Regions from separate parts of the Pan troglodytes genome. Here region 2 is linked to region 1. The links are chromatin contacts, called in public HiChIP or PLAC-seq maps. All regions are on one chromosome and are shown on one strand. Each heading gives the region's core, a stretch centred on a gene start, on an enhancer-like site or on the middle of the called end of the contact. The rest is flanking DNA. Distances are from core to core; before and after follow the strand shown.

Evidence for each region. HiChIP or PLAC-seq counts read pairs in DNA pulled down with a chosen protein or histone mark.
Region 2: a contact with region 1 is called in an H3K4me3 HiChIP or PLAC-seq map of stem cell-derived excitatory neurons, with 11 times the contacts expected there. The contact joins the promoter of SELENOO here to the enhancer-like site in region 1. A contact is called at or near these places in 4 of 7 Hi-C or Micro-C datasets (blood, induced pluripotent stem cells and stem cell-derived neural progenitor cells), 1 of 1 datasets of contacts at active chromatin or transcription factors (stem cell-derived excitatory neurons) and 1 of 1 other capture datasets (stem cell-derived neural stem cells).

What each region holds. Positions count from the first base shown.
Region 1 is chr23:52,053,959-52,058,593 of NHGRI_mPanTro3-v2.0_pri, reverse strand. No RefSeq gene overlaps it. Among named protein-coding and RNA genes, the nearest start is that of CRELD2, 20 kb to the right of the region's middle. Within about 2 kb of position 3,098, at least 16 of the 24 cell types and tissues checked have an H3K27ac peak or open chromatin away from gene starts, as enhancers often do. A contact at or near this core is called in induced pluripotent stem cells, stem cell-derived excitatory neurons, stem cell-derived neural progenitor cells and 1 more, where this site is marked.
Region 2 is chr23:52,320,521-52,325,419 of NHGRI_mPanTro3-v2.0_pri, reverse strand. It overlaps SELENOO (selenoprotein O), which reads right to left and starts at 1,363. Exons shown (of 9, transcript XM_063807748.1): 1 at 771-1,363. The coding sequence starts at 1,324. It overlaps LOC134809677 (a long non-coding RNA gene), which reads left to right and starts at 1,494. Exons shown (of 2, transcript XR_010155990.1): 1 at 1,494-2,280; 2 at 2,784-3,223. TRABD (TraB domain containing) reads right to left here. Exons shown (of 10, transcript XM_016939469.4): 7 at 4,820-4,899; 8 at 4,359-4,531; 9 at 4,168-4,279; 10 at 2,759-4,009. The coding sequence ends at 3,835.

The DNA.
Region 1 (4,635 bases), core at 1,849-4,348:
TCAAGCGATTCTCCTGCCTCAGCTTCCTGAGTAGCTGGGATGACAGGCACACGCCCCCACACCTGGCTAATTTTTGTATTTTTGGTAGAGACAGGGTTTCATCATGTTGGCCAGGCTGGTCTTGAACTTCTGACCTCAGGTAATCCGCCCTTCTCGGCCTCACAAAGTGCTGGAATTACAGGCGTGAGCCACCGTGACCGGCCGGCACCCCAGTCTTTTATTATGCAGGTGGGCAGCTACTCCGTGCCGCTCATTTTTTTCTTACTGTGCGTGTGTGCTAACTAAGAGGGACATGGAGCCCCAGGGTGGACGTTCCTGGCCCCAGGGAGCCCTTTCTGTCTGTGCAGCTGCCTCCATGTCCTGTGAAGCTTCCAGCCTGATCTGTTTGCCGCCTAATCTTCCAGGCTGCTCTTTGTTAAAAAAGAAGTGATTTCTTGGGCTGCTTTCTGCTTTTTTTGTTTTGTGTGGAGACGGAGTCTCTCTCTGTTGCCCAGGCTGAGAGTGCAGTGCTGCGATGTCGGCTCACAGCAACCTCCGCCTCCCAGGTTTAAGCGATTCTCCTGCCTCAGCCTCCCAAGTAGCTGGGATTACAGGCACGCACCACCACACCTGGCTAATATTTATTTATTTATTTATTTATTTATTGAGACTAAGTCACCCAAGTTGGGGTGCAGTGGTGAGATCTCGGCTCACTGCAACCTCCGCCTCCCGGGTTCAAGCGCTTCTCCTGCCTCAGCCTCCTGAGTAGCTGGGATTACAGGCACACACCACCATGCCTGGCTAATTTTTGTATTTTTAGTAGAGACGTTTCACCAGGTTGGCCAGGCTGGTCTGGAACTCCTGACCTCAGGCGATCCGCCCGCCTTGGCCTCCCAAAGTGCTGTGATTACAGCTGTGAGCCACCTCGCCCGGCCTGCTTTTTGTTAGAAGGGAGGTTCTGCTGAGGACTCTTTTGCCCTCATTATCTACCTAAATAATTTCTTTCTATCTCCTGTATCACCACCACAGTGGGAGGAAGCTGCCGACTTGGGATGTGGAGGTGGGGGCAGAGGGTCCTCCAGCTGGCCCTAAACAGAGTCCTGCCCCAGGCCTGCCTGCTCCTGGCACCTCCTGGCCCTGCCCAGGACTGAAGTCACAGGCACTGTGCCAGCCCCCTCTGACCGGTGAGAGCCCAAACAGGGCACACAGGAACCCACACAGAATCACAGAAGCCCCCCACAGGGGCTGGGAGCAGTCCCCTGGGCACTGTCGGCCAGTGCAGCCCCGCCGGGGGGTGCAGCTGCTGGTGTCCTGGGGTGGTCTCCGTGCTCATGACGGTGCCTGCATCCGTGCTGGTGGGTGCTGGTGTGTGCACGTGTGTGCTGTGTGTGCACAGGTGAGAGTGTCCGTGGTGTGTGCATGTGTGTGCTGTGTGTGCACAGGTGAGAGTGTCCGTGGTGTGTGCACGTGTGTGCTGTGTGTGCACGTGTGTGCTGTGTGTGCACAGGTGAGTGTCCGCTGAGTGTGCATGTGTGTGCTGTGTGTGCACAGGTGAGAGTGTCCGTGGTGTGTGCACGTGTGTGCTGTGTGTGCACAGGTGAGTGTCCGCTGAGTGTGCACGTGAGTGCTGTGTGTGCACAGGTGAGAGTGTCCGTGGTGTGTGCACGTGTGTGCTGTGTGCACAGGTGAGTGTCCGCTGAGTGTGCATGTGTGTGCTGTGTGTGCACAGGTGAGAGTGTCCGTGGTGTGTGCACGTGTGTGCTGTGTGTGCACAGGTGAGTGTCCGCTGAGTGTGCACACGTCTGGTGTTCATGCACGAGTGAGCCCATGCTGTCCCGGGTCAGTGACAGGCGAGCATCGCGTGGGCCATGGACTGCAAGTGGGTTTGGGTAGTAAGGACACAGTGACCCCTAACCCACCCCAAAACCATCCCCGGCTCTTGGGTGGGGAGGGGAGAGTCTGGCACAGCTTCCCTTTGGCTGTTCCCGCCTCCCCGGTTCCTGCCCCGTGGCCCCTGCCCCATCCGCCTTCTCCATGTCTGGCACTGCCCTTCCCTGTGTGGGGCACGGGTCCTCACTCCTTGGGTCTCAGCTCCCAGGCTGCCCTCCCAGGCCCTGCAAGGACCCTGTGGGTGTTTGTCCCTGTGCGACTGAGGCACCACATAGAGCAGGATGTGCTGAGGCTGTACGCCTGGGCCCCACGGTCAGACGGATAGACAGAAACGTGGATGGACAGACGGGCAGCTGGTGGCCAGCGCAGGCTGCCGAGAATTGGCGGAAGTGGGGCGGGTGGCCGGCGGGCGGCCTGGCAGATCCTGGAAATCCTTGCTTCCTGTTTTCCCAACAAAGGGCCTCTGTCCCCCCAGGAAGGCCACTGGCTGGCGGCAGTGGACGGACATTCCTTTTCCGTAAACAGGATTGTTTTCCTTTTCTCCTCTGGACACAATAACAGCAGCCCCCATGCCCCCCATCCTGTCTCCTGTCACCACCAGCCATGGGGCGTGGACAGTGTGGACGGGTAGGGGGTCCACAGAGCAGGCTTTCCTGGACCAGGTGCCCATTCTGTCACCCTGGGAGTGGGAGTCACAGTGGGGGCCATAGCCTAGTTGACGGCAATGAGGCCTCCAGGGCAAGGAGTGGGAATTCAGTGACGTCTGCCCCACAGGGCAGGTGGGAGGCTGGACCAGCCTTGGGCTAAGGAGACCCTGTGAGCCTCATGGCCCGAGGCAGCAGTGCTTGGGGCAGAGGCCAGGCTTAGGTCTCTGCAGGGGCTGGGCCTCCCTCCAGGTGGACCTCCCCCCACCCCAGGCTGGCTTTGGGTGAATGCGTCTGACTTCCAGAAGCCCCAGAGCAAGACCCTAGAGTAGCTAGAAGCCCCAAGAGGACCCTGGGCGTGGCGGGAGGGGGCAAGGGAAAAGCCTCCAGAGGGTTCAGGGCCCTCCCCTGCCACAGGAGACCCGGTGAGGGCTGCAGGGACAGCCTGGATCTGTGCAGTGCAGATGGCGTGGAGGGGCAGAAGTGGCACGGTTCCCGCGTGCACGGCTCTGAGTGAGCGCAAGTGTGGCTGCTGTGCACACCCAGGCAGCGGGTGCCTGAATGGGCCTGTGTGAGGAGCTGGGGCTATTTATAGCCGCTCCTAGCCCAGAGGAGCTATTAATAGCCAGGGTTGAGGGGGACGGACAATGTCTCCTGCTGGCCGCTGCCTGCGGGTGGGGTGGGGGTGGGTGCCATCCTGTGCCCGGAGACACCCGGGGCTGGTACCCCAGCCCCCACCCAGGCTGCGGCACAAGGGCCACTGTTATCTGGTCAGCAGCTGAGCCAGGGGTCTGCATTCACCTGGGACAGCAGGCTGGGGGTGCACCAGGCTACAGCCCCCACCCTGCTCTCCCCGGAGGCCGTTCTGCAGCCACACTGACCCTGAGGAGGATGGGATGGTGGGCACGTGAGCTGGCAGCAGCAGGGCACCCCGGATGGAGAGGGATGCTGAGACCAGGACCCCCATATCTGGTTCTCAGATTCCAGCATGGGGAAGGGGTAAGGAAGTGCTGTGGGGACCGCAGAGCCAGAAGCGGATTTGAGAGAGGCCGGCCCTGCAGGCCCCCCAACCTGCCTCTGGCAGTATAACCAGGTGTCCCTGAAGTAAACAGGTGAACTGAGGCCAAGTCAGATGGGCCTTGGAGCCACTGGAGGGGTGTGGATGGAGGGCTGTGGGTGGAGGAGAAGGGCCCTGCCAGAATTCAGGCTGGTGGGAGCAACAGGCAGCCTCATAGCCCGCTGTCCTGGCTGAGGCTCATTCCCTGTGATCATTTTTGAGAAAAAAAAAAGGGGGGGGGGGGGCGCCTAGCTTGTAAAAAGACCAGATCCCGACCCCACGAAGGGTGAAGTGTGACCCGGGTGGGGCGGGGGGCACCCCTCCAAGCCTTGGCTGCACCCGGCTCCCTGTGCCACACGCGTCCCCAGCATCAAGAGGCGCACCCCCCCACCTCTCCCTAAGCCCAGCCAGGCTGCAGAGAAAACAGGAAAGCTCGGAGGCCCAGCCAGGCGCCCTGTGGGCGGGCCGTGTCCAGAGCCCACCGCCGGGCCTGGGGGAGCTGGGGACGCAGGTCCTGGCTTCCACCCCGGGGGGGCGGGGGGTGTGCGGCGGCGGCTGTGGCGCTCGTGCATCTCATTCAGCGCCTGCTTCCGCGGGGGCTCCTTTCCTTCGGGGAGCCCCAGCCCCCGGGGCCGTGACTAAGCGGAGTCACCTGCCGCCAAGGGCTTTCCAAGAAGGTCAAGGCCAACCGCGCTCCGGCCCACGCCCCAGAGCTCGGGCTGGGCCCTCACAGCCATCGTCCTGCTCATCGTCATTGCTCCCGCAGGGGGTTCCCAGCGACGAGGAGCGCGGGGCCGGGGCGGCGGGGGAGGAGCGCGGGCGGGTCCCTATGGGGCTGGGCACGGGCTGCAGGTCCCCTCCCCTGCTCAGCCCAGGCCCCACACCCTCCACCCCTGCTCCTCTCAGACCCCCACCCTCCCCTCCGTCCCTGCTCCTCCCGGACCCCCCACCCTCCCCTCCGCCCCCACCCCTGCTCACCCCAGGCCCCACACCCCGCACCCCTCCTTCTCCCAGACCCCCAGGCTCCCCTCCGCCCCTACCCCTGCTCCTCCTGGACCCCCCACA
Region 2 (4,899 bases), core at 114-2,613, 270 kb before region 1:
GGAGATGGAGCCCCGGGGAAGGGATGCTGAGGGACCGAGGGGCATTTCAGGTGCTGGAGGGGGAGGTGATGAGAGCACAGGGAGGGGCCGGATGAGATGCGGGTTTAGCATTTCTCTGAACATAAAATGTACACTTGTGGGTATTGTTTTCCTAGTCATTCACAAAAGCAGTAAAGAATATGGAGTAAGTACATTGTTTAGTAGAAAAGAGCAGAACAGACCCAAGCGCTGTCTATACACAGGAGGCAGGTGGCGCGTGCACGGCTCCCCGGTGGGCCTGGCGGCATCTGGACCCAGATCCTGCCTTATTAGAACACCTATGTGCCCCCCCACAGAAATCTAAACGATGCCCACCTCACTTCGGGGTTAAAAAGGGCTGCCCGCAGGGAAGTCAGGGACAGGCCTCCGTGAAGTCAGTCGCAGAGCGAGGCTGCTGGACGAAGCGGCCCGCCCCACGAGCGATCGGAGGAAGGCTGGGGACCTGCGGGGTTAGGGTTAGCCTAACCTCTCATCCCGGCTCCCGCCCCTGGGTTTGGAGCCCCAGCGAACGTCGGTAAACATGAGCGGCGTCCCTGGTGGAGCTGACTCCAAGGTCCTCGGCGGGTTGATAAGCACAGGGCGCGGGCGGCTGCCAGCACCGCGCTCCCGCGGGTGCAGGGGAGGCCCCACTTGGCAGTAGCCGCCGGACGCCCCCAACACCGCGCCGGGCGGAGGGAAGGGGCGCCCCGGCGGGGAGGACCCACCCGCGCCCCTCGCCCGCCCCGGCCCACCTGGAGAAGGGCGTGGGCCCGGCGCCCTTGAGCTGCAGCTCCCAGCGCTCGCCGGTCGCCGTGCACACCTCGCCCAGGTACATGGCAGCGCCGTCGCCCAGCTGCCCGGCGAACTGGCCGAACTGGTGGCCGCAGTAGCAGTGCGCGGCGGGCTCGGCGCCCGGCAGGAGCGCGTTGCCGCTGAAGAACAGCGCGGCCTCGGCCTCGGCCTCGCGCGCGGGCGGCGCGCCCAGGCCCAGCAGCGCCAGCGCGGGCTCTGACAGCGCCACGAGGCGCGGCTGCCGCAGCGGGGTGGGCTGCACGCGGGTGAAGCAGGCCCCGGGCACGGGCCGCGGCGCGGACGGGGCGCCCTCGGGACCGGGCGGCGGCGTCTCCACGGGCAGCGCGCGCAGGGCGCGGTTGTCGAAGCGTAGCCCCGCCAGCCAGCGAGGCGCGGGCTCCATGGCGGCGCCCGACAACGTAGAGCGGGGCGCCGGCGACGGGGAACAGCGGCTGAGGGGCAAGAGTCGGGCAGCCGCGAGCGAAGCCCCGAGCGCTGCCCTGTGTGCGGCCATCCGCGGCGCCGCTCCCGCCGGAAGCCAGCCTGCCCCTCCCGGAAGCCCCGCCCCGCGCGCCCCGCAACCCAATCGCCAGTGGGCGAGAGTGGGGCGGGGGGGGGAGGGGTCGCGGTGTCTGGCCGGGCTCTAATTGGCTGCCTCGTCCGTCTATCCGCATCTCCCGGCCGGAGGGTCGGAGGCGTCCGGGGTGGCTGTCGGCGTCACGGGGCGCGCGCTGCTGCGAACGGGGTGACAGGTGGGAACGCCTCCGAGACCGCCAGCGACGACCCCGCTCGGGCAGCCCCGGATTTCCTCGGCTGCACCGGCGCCGGCAGCGGGGACCGAGGCCCGCGTCCGTTCGGGTCGGGCCGGGGCTTAGCCCCGCGCCCCACGGGCGGCCGGGACCCCACCCGGACCCCGCCGCGGTTCTGGGCCGCCGAAGCCTCGCGCCGCCTCTCGGGGACCTTGTCCCCTGGCCTCCGGCCTCTCGGGCCCCTCGCCTGCCGTCTAGGAGGGAAGGGGCCTTGGACCTGTGCCCCGCCCATGGAACAGCGCCTGGGCTCGGAGAGGCCCCGCGAGGCCGCAGGCGCAGACCCTCCCGGAGGGCTGGGCGGGCACCGGGGTCTTCGGCTGGCTTGAGGGACACGACCCCTGGGGGAGGAATTTGGGGTCTGTGTGTCCGAATGAACGCGGGGGTTCAGATGAGTCTGTGGTGCCCCCGCTTTCCATCTCCTCCGGCCCCGGCCCCAGAGGACTGAGAGGCCGGTGGCCGCGGATCCTGGACGCGCCTCCCTCCTGCCTGTGGTTTCCCTTTATTCCGGCAGCGGCGCGAGCCCACCGTTCACATACAGGAGCTACATCCAGAACCTTCTCCTGGGGCCACAGCGTGGGCTTCCGAGACTCTGCGTGACCCCAGCTCTGCCCCTTTGGGGCTGCGGGTGAAGCCCTCAGGACCCTCTGCGTGCGTTGGGCAGGTGACTGGATGAGGGATGTGGTGAGGTTCCCGTGCCCAACCCACCTCTGCAGCCCACAGCAACCGTTCCCTCTTCAGCAGCCCCCTCCCCCCGGCCGCTCTGGGCGCCCGTTCCCAGCATCCTCCTTGGCAGGTGTTACCCCTCCCCATTCCCCAGGCCCTGGGCCCTCCTGATCTGTCTCCTCGACCCCCCGGGGCCCCAGTCTGGCTCAGTCTGGTCCACACTCTGGAATCTGGTGGGACTGGGTATGGAGGGTCTTGAGTGTCAGCAGGCCACCTGCGTCCCACCTGGTGGGTGAGAAGGGTCCCACAGGTCAGCATGGAGGGACAGTGACTCTGTCTCTTCTGCTGGAAACCAGGCAAGTTCCTTCCCCCAGGGCCCCGGCAGGGCCACGAGTACCCGCTGCACTGGAGCACGGGGGAAGAGGCAGGGATCCTTCATTACTTGAACCCCATTTTCACACGTCACAAAACAGGAGTTTCCAAAATTAGAATTTATTTCAGTTTCTAAGGAATGAATCCCCGAGTGTGGCAGGAAGGACACAGCCGGCTCCTGACGCACACCTGATTTGATTCAACACTGAGTCGGCACAGACACAACCAGAGATGGCCTGGGTCCAGGCTGGGGCTGCACGGGCCGTGTCCTGGACAGCCAGGAGGGAGGCCCCGCACACAGACGGCCGCCGGGCAGGGGGCCTGAGCGGGACAGGCCTGGCCACAGCCCATGTCCTTGGCCTTCCACATAGGTGCACACATTGTCTGTCCAGAGAGGGCCAAGACACCCCAGGCACCCCTTTGCTCCAGGGGCTCAGGACACAGGCTCCCAGCTGAGGCCACGCCTGGACCCAGAGCTGATGTTTGGCTGCACGCGAGCCCACTCGGGACAGACCCAAGAACACGAATTCTGTCCCTCTGGATTTAAGGCTGGTGTTTTTTGACATTTACTTCAGTTTTTCTCTTTGAAATTAAAATTACCTGAGTAAAAGATTTTAAGACATTAAAAAAGCCAAAAACACAGAATCCCTGCAGGCAGACGGTACCAGGGAGGTGGCGGCCAGGGCCAGGATGCCAGGGGCACGGTGGGGTCGGCTGGAGCTCCAGGGCTGGGCCTTTCCCAGTCTCGCCTGCCCTGGAGCCCCCAGGAGCCGCCCCTGGGCCGACGCTCCTGTGGCCGGAGCACAGGAAGGCACAGTGAGGTAGGGACAGTGGCCATTGTCCCCCGCCCGCCACCAGGGCTGAGAGGGCAGCGCACGCCTCGGCCCCTCCTACAAGCCCCTGCCCCCTCGGAGCTGGGTGTCTTGTCCAGAAGCCGGGGAACGGCCCCTGCAGTGTGGGAGGGGAGGGGCTGCCGGGAGGCCTGAGCTCAGACAGTTAAATAATCCTTTATTTGGGTGGGCTGGGGGAGGGGTGACTGGCCCAGGAAGGCAGGCGAAGCCGGGCCCAGACCCCCATGGGGGGTGGCAGGGGCCTCGGGCAGGCTAGGATGCACCTGGCACCCAGAAGTGCCGCGGGGGCACTGGCTCCTCAGGGGCCCGAGCGGGCGGGGAGCAGTCTCCTACTTGTGCCGGGCCTCGGTCACCCTCTGCAGGCAGTACTGCGCGGCGGGCAGCGACAGGACCAGGCTCGCAGTGCGGCGGCCCATCCAGTACAGGCTGTAGCCCAGCAGGCCGAAGAAGGCGGCCTTCACGGCCAACCGAGACACTCTGCCGGAGACGGACGGCGGGGGCACGCTGCGGGAGGGAGGGGGCGCTGGGCCTGGCTGGGGGTGGGCTCCTCATACCCCAGCCCCCACGCCTGGGTCACTGCCGCATGTGGTTGGCCTCCAGGGGGCTCAGCCTCCACCTGGGGGCTTGTGGGGTGGGGCTTGCAGGGAGGGGCGGGCACTCACGTCATGATCTCCTGGATGTTGAGGTCGGTGCTCCAGTTCTTCTCGATGCCAGGCACGTGGCCCATGCCCACGACGCCCACGACCACGGAGGGGACGCACTTCCTGGGCTCGGCTGTGGGGAAGGACAAGGGGTCAGTACCTGCTCGGGCCTCAGCCTCACAGGGGGTCCCACGCCTGCGGGCGGCCGTCACCGTCAGAGGCCCGAGGCAGCTCGAGGCGCCGCGCGGCCTGGCGCAGCATGTAGGTTAGGTAGACGTCGCGCTCCGAGACGATGGTGCGGTGCAGGTCCGGGAACTCGCCAATCATCTCGGCCATCATCTGCTCCAGTAGGTCCTTCTGCTTGCAGCGTTCCACGTCATCCTTGCTGTGGAGAGGGATGGCTGCAGCCCCGCAGGGATGGGCAACGGGCTGGGGGCGGGGGGGGGGGCTGGCACTGTGGACACCGGGCAGGGACCACAGCACGTTTGTTTGGGATTTGTGGCGGAAGGAAAGGGCAGGGAAGGCCTTGAGTGAGGATTGGCTGCGCTTGGACCTGCACAGGAGGGCCTGGAGCCTCCCACAGACCACCCTGCAGGCCGGCCGGGGTCCCCGGGGCAGCCCTACCTGATGGGGTCTGACAAGAGGTCGCCCAGGGTCCCGCGGGCAGCCCTACCTGATGGGGTCTGACAGGAAGCACAGGCCCCAAGCCAGCCTGACCTTCTGCCAGAAAGAGAGCGCTGCGATGGCCCTCTT